2 separate regions of the Anas platyrhynchos genome follow, and region 1 is linked to region 2. Evidence: chromatin contacts called from public Hi-C data. All regions are on one chromosome and are shown on one strand. Each heading gives the region's core, a stretch centred on a gene start, on an enhancer-like site or on the middle of the called end of the contact. The rest is flanking DNA. Distances are from core to core; before and after follow the strand shown. Region 1 holds the start of FGF18 (fibroblast growth factor 18). Region 2 has its middle 94 kb from the start of FBXW11.

Region 1 (2,793 bases), core at 75-2,574, 380 kb before region 2:
GGTGGGCACGGGGAGCAGCTGAAGTGCTGGTGGTGGTGAGGGGCAGGTTGTGGGGGTGTTGTGGCTGGGAAAAGGTGATGGGGGATTCCTGGTGTCTGCGCTGTTGCTGCTTGGGGGTTTCTGTCCTCATGGGTGGAGGAAAATGCGGTGCTATCAATGGGTCCTACGGCTTCAGGGATATCTTGGGGGGTTGGAAGTGGGAAAGGTGGCGAGGGCTGTTGGTGGAGCAGGGGAAATCTGGTTTCATCTAAGGATGGAACTGGAGCAGCCTGTGGCACGTTGGCCATCTGCAGGGGGCTGGTGGCCATGTCTGCAGCTTCTCCTGGGGGCTCCAGGCTCTGCTGGGCAGGGCTGTGCTGGCTTCCCATGGCCAGCCCCTGCTGGGGTGTTCCCTACGTGGGGCGTGCGGTGGCTCTGCGTTTCTTGGCACTTGTGCCTATGGTAGGGTCAGAGGGGAGATTACATCCTGAGGATACTGAAAGCATATCAGGGCCCGACTCACGTCCTGAGGCTGGTCTGGGGAGAGTTCAGATTAATTTTCCAATTGCTCTGAGGTTTGGTGTGTGGGAAAGCTGGGGTGGAACAGTCAAAGCTCAGGTTTGAAGGGTATGGGGGCTGTGAGAGGGTCTGAGCAAAAGAGAAATAGGGATAATTAGGAATATATTGAATACTTTCCTGACTAAGCAAAGAGCTTTGATTTTGCGAGGGTTTTGACAAACTTAATGCTTTCTGTTACTCCTGGGCCTGAAACTATGAGCTGAAAACCACCGAGTTGTTGTCCAAAGGGTCAGGGATGAGGAGGCCGCTTGGTTCGTGGCAGAAAACCGGGGGGCAGCTTGGGGTGCCCTGCCCGGGGGGAGAGCAGGAGATGGGTGCCCCTGCGTGCCACTATCCCAGGGTTTGGGAAGCCCGCAGTCCTGAGCTAGGGTTATGTTCTCAGTTAACAAGGTGTTAACTGACGCTAGGCTCTCTTCGGAGAGTTCCAACACGCGTGGAGGTTAACAGCTCCTGGCATTTTGTCTGCCCGAAACCAGCTCTGGGAACCACCCGGGCACTCACCGCGCGCTCTCAACGTGGGAACATTTTATTTAATTTTTTTTTCTCCTCGCTGGGAAGGAAAAAAAAAAAAAAAAAAAGGAAAAGAAGGAGAAAGGAAAGGGGACCTGGGGGGCTGAGGGGGGGGCCGGCGGGGCTGCTTTGCGCGGCTGCGGTGCTGCCGTGCGGCCGCTGGAGGGCAGGCGAGCCGTGCCGGAGCGCGCCGGGCAGGGCGCTCCGCGGGGACACCCCCGGGGGATGCTCGGGGGGCTGGGGGGGGGCCGGGGGGGGGGGGGGGGGATGCCCCTGCCCGGTGTGGGTGGTGATGGGGAGCCCGGGGGGGTCCGGGGGCTGCCGCCCGCCCGGGGCTCACCGAGGACGCGCCGCGCTCCCGGCCGCGCCGAGGTAAGACCCCCCCCGGACCCCCCCCAAACGGGTGCTCAGCGGGCTGCCCCCCCTCACCCCCCCCATTATTTAATTGTTTTCGGGGTTTTCCTCGCGGCTCGGGCTCTGCCCGCTCCGTCGGGCCCCGCTCCCTTTTCTCCATGTTTTTATTTTTTTATTTTTTTTTCCTTATTTTTTTTTAATACTTTTCACGCTTTCCCAGCCCTCCCAGCTGGGCTGTGCTCCCCCCCCCCCCCCTCTTTTATTTTTCACCGCAGCGGCCGTGCCGAGCGCTCCTCGCGGGGCTCCCCGGCCGGGCACCGCCTCCGCACCCCGCTCCGCTCCGCACCATGCCCGGGGAGGGGGCGCGGAGCCGCGGGGAGGCTTCAGCCGGCTCGGGGCGGGGGGGGGGGGGGGGGGGAAAAGCGGCGGGGGGGCACGGGCTGACGATCGGAAGTTCCTGACAATAAGCACCTTCATCCCCCCCAAAGGCGGAGAGAGAGAGGGAGAGGAGGAGGAGAGACAGGGGGAGAGGAGAGCTGATGCCTGAGCGAGTCACTCGGCGGAGGCAAGGCGGGCGGTACCACAACTTCCAGCGGTGCGGAGCGGAGCGGAGCCTGCCGGCCGGATCGCTCCCATGTCAGGGCGGTGGGGGGCTGCACTCCGCTAGCGGCAAGCCACCGACCTCCCCCTCTCCTCCAGCGATGTATTCACTGCTCTCCGCCTGCACTTGCCTGTAAGGATTACGGCATCTTTTTTTTTTCTCCTTTTTTTTTTTTTTTTTTTAAATATATACATATATATAAATATTTTTATTTTATTTTTTATTTTTTTTTTAATTGCTTTTCTTTTTCAAACTTTCCTTTTGGAGGCTCCGGTTGCGTTTTCCTCGCGATCAGGTGGGAATGGGGAGCCGAGCCTTTTCATGCGCAGAGCATCGAGCTGCGCCGTTTAAAAAAAAAAAAAAAAATCGCAAAGAAAAACAAAGCAAAAAAAAAAAAAAATCCGACTTTAACCATTTTACCGCATCATTTGATCTTTTGTTGCTTTTTTTTTCTCCTCTCCAGATGTTTACATTTCCTGCTGCTGTGCTTTCAGGTACAGGTACGTGTCCTTTCTGTCCTCTTTCGCTTTTGGTTGTAAAAAAAAGAAACAAAGGCGGCGTGCTGACCTCGGAGTGCCAGGCAGTTTTGGCTGGGGCTTTCACTTTTCTTCCCCCTCTAGTTTTTATAGCCGCATTAAAATGATCCCCACGCCAGATGCTGGAGTGGCACTTGCCCTGGGAGCTGAGCCGCTTTCCAGTGGCCACTCGGTGCTCGGCGGGCTGGGGCGCAGCCGGGCGCCGGTAGCCTGCGTTAGCGGGATCCTCTGGAG
Region 2 (2,700 bases), core at 194-2,693:
TGAAGGATTCACAGCCAGTCATGGACCATTTTGGAAAAGCATTTTCTTCACATTCAAAGCTGTCCTGTCTTCCCAGCCACTCTGTCCTTGTGCCATTTAAAATAACTGCTTTCCACATCAGAGCTGGTAGGAATGGGAATGGTACATTTCTCTCTGGGACAGTAGGACAGCTCTCATGCACATAGCCAGTCTTGGGTATTTCCAGTCTCCCCAGTTGTCTGGGAGTTAAAATTTTGTCCATTTGAATATACATACATATATATATACACACATATGCATATGAACATCAAGTTAGCTTTGACTACCTTCTTGAAATACTTCTAGGTCTCTGTAATGGCTGGTCTACTGTACATTCCCAACCAGACTTGCCAAAAAACCTTCTCTGACCTAGACAGTTTGAATTTCATGTGTGATTAGAGTGTAAACTGGTCAGCAAGGAGCCTAAATTGGCAGGCTCACAGCACAGAAGAGAGAGCTCCCTACAGCTTATTCACAGGACTGAAAGGTTATACTGCTCAAGTCTGTTGCAAGTCCTGTATCATCTGACAAAGCTGAAAGATAAGACATGGCTGAATGACAATTCACATGTGAAAAAGCATTGTGGTGGTGAGTTAGCCCAGAAACATTCTCTCTCTTTCATTCAAGAGCCCTGGACAGATGCTTGACTCACATAAAAACAGCACAATTCAGCTCAGAAGCTGACAACATATCACTTTATACCTCTTAGCATGTTAATACCCATGAATTTACATGATCTTGAGGGAGCCGCATGTATTTATGCGCCAACTAGACGTAGCTATACACAGAACATGCTTTAAAGAGCCTTATTTTGGGAGGTACCCTTCAGAAAAATGCTGAACTTTGGGAATGCTCTGCTGTTCTTCCTGCTTTGGGCAAAGAATAACTCGGGAGATAGTCGGAGAAGAAACGAGCTGTCACAGTGAGAGTGGGGAGCTCAGTGCCACCAGGGTCTGCCTGGCAAAATCTGGGCAAATCCTCCCAACACAGACAGCTGAGAGGTATGGTAGTAGCAGGGGAGAGAAGCAAGTAGCAGTAGGAGTGGGAAGAATTAACTTGTCCCAGAGAAGTGAAGTCGATCAGGAGCAAACACATAAGTCAACAAATGGAGGGAGGGAACAAAGAAGAGACAAAAATACTTGCTTAACAGTTTATAGCAACAAGTCCTAGGAGAACTCTGAGTTTGCATCCCTTAGAAACAAAGCCATCAATAATGCAATCCTGGAAAAGCATCCCCACTCCAAGTCTTAAACAGTATGGATCCAGGAAATATTAAATCCATCTGCTGTGGAGAAAATGTTTTATCAACAACAAAAAACACAGTTGATTTATTCTCTAGACGCTGGGCCCAGACTCAGTCACTAAGCTGTGCTATCTAATGTGGTTAGACAACTTCTAGGGAACTAACCTCTTGTTGCCATTACTCACAGTATTTGCTTTTCCCCTATTGCCTTACTCATCTGATTCCTCCCTTCTTATTATGACTCTGGTTGAGTTGATAGGTCATAATTTATACTACAGGCTGAGGCTTTCATGCTTTTGTTGGTAACTTGAGCCTGGGAAGTGAGTTATTCTTGCCTTTGCCTTGTTTCTGTCTCATTCCTTCTCCATCTGGGAGTTTACCTAGACCTAGAACATACAAACTCTATAGTACTAGTCATGAGGAGAAAGGCCGATTGGCATTCCCTCCAGTTTTACTTACATTGTACATCTTTGGGTGTCTTTGGATGATTCTTTGTCTGAATACCAGGTATTTAATAGAAGTGATACAGCACCTACAGCCCCATAGTGCTTTCCAAACTATAGATTTATCCTCTTAAGTCATTCTAACTAATATTAAAACAGCATCATTATAGAAGAACACACAGTAGGCAATAACACATAGAATAACACTGGTTACTGAACTGCATGAAGATGTTCATGTCACTTACTTGTAGACAAAAGGTGGTAGTTTCACATGGTGGGGGGAATTCTTCCCCACCACCCCCACCCCATCTCATTTCAATAAGCCTCACATTCTTCGTGTTCAAAAAAAAAGTTTCCACAGAGAGAGACACCAGGGAAGCCCTACCTCAGCTGAGGATTTTCTTACTATTTCAGTTTTCCCGCACAGGCATAATTTAGTACATTCTCTGCATCTTCCACCATTGGGATTTCAGTGTGTTCATTACCTGTGGCAGTGTCAGAGCTGGTGGTTTCTTGCCTAGGTAACATCAAAAGAAAAGTATAAGGATTCAGTAAGGTAACAGTATGGGCTAATCAGATGGTCACTTGAGGCCCATTAAATTTCTTCTCAGGAACAGTTAAAATGTTTGGCTCACCTGCCAACTTTTCAATAACCAAAGTCTTCAAACAAACAAACAAACAAACAAAAGAAAAAAAGAAAAATAAAACCACCCTCTCCCTCCAGAGGAGGGAAACACATGAGAGAACGTGACATAGCCCCAGCAATATGGACAAATACAAAGCTCACCCATTAAAATACACTTTACCTGTTTCAAAAATGCCCTCGTGATCTTTCGAATTGTAGCAGTAATTCTTAATGTGCTGTTTGACAGCTGCCATGGCCTTGCCAAGGGTGGTTCCATGTCGGTGGTGAGTGAAGTGATTATTGTATCTGCAGTCAGCTAGACACTGCAGTGTGGAAATCTGGGAGATGAAAGGCACCATATAAATATACAA

The links. A called contact is a pair of places that touch in the nucleus more often than the background predicts.
Region 1: a Hi-C map of skeletal muscle shows a contact between it and region 2, with 2.8 times the contacts expected there. The contact joins the promoter of FGF18 here to the enhancer-like site in region 2. A contact is called at or near these places in 2 of 8 Hi-C or Micro-C datasets (skeletal muscle and subcutaneous adipose tissue).

What each region holds. Positions count from the first base shown.
Region 1 is chr14:14,339,547-14,342,339 of IASCAAS_PekinDuck_T2T, reverse strand. FGF18 (fibroblast growth factor 18) reads left to right here and starts at 1,324. Exons shown (of 6, transcript XM_072023323.1): 1 at 1,324-1,440; 2 at 2,487-2,523. The coding sequence starts at 1,361.
Region 2 is chr14:13,956,719-13,959,418 of IASCAAS_PekinDuck_T2T, reverse strand. No RefSeq gene overlaps it. Among named protein-coding and RNA genes, the nearest start is that of FBXW11, 94 kb to the right of the region's middle. Within about 2 kb of position 1,443, at least 4 of the 8 cell types and tissues checked have an H3K27ac peak or open chromatin away from gene starts, as enhancers often do. A contact at or near this core is called in subcutaneous adipose tissue, where this site is marked.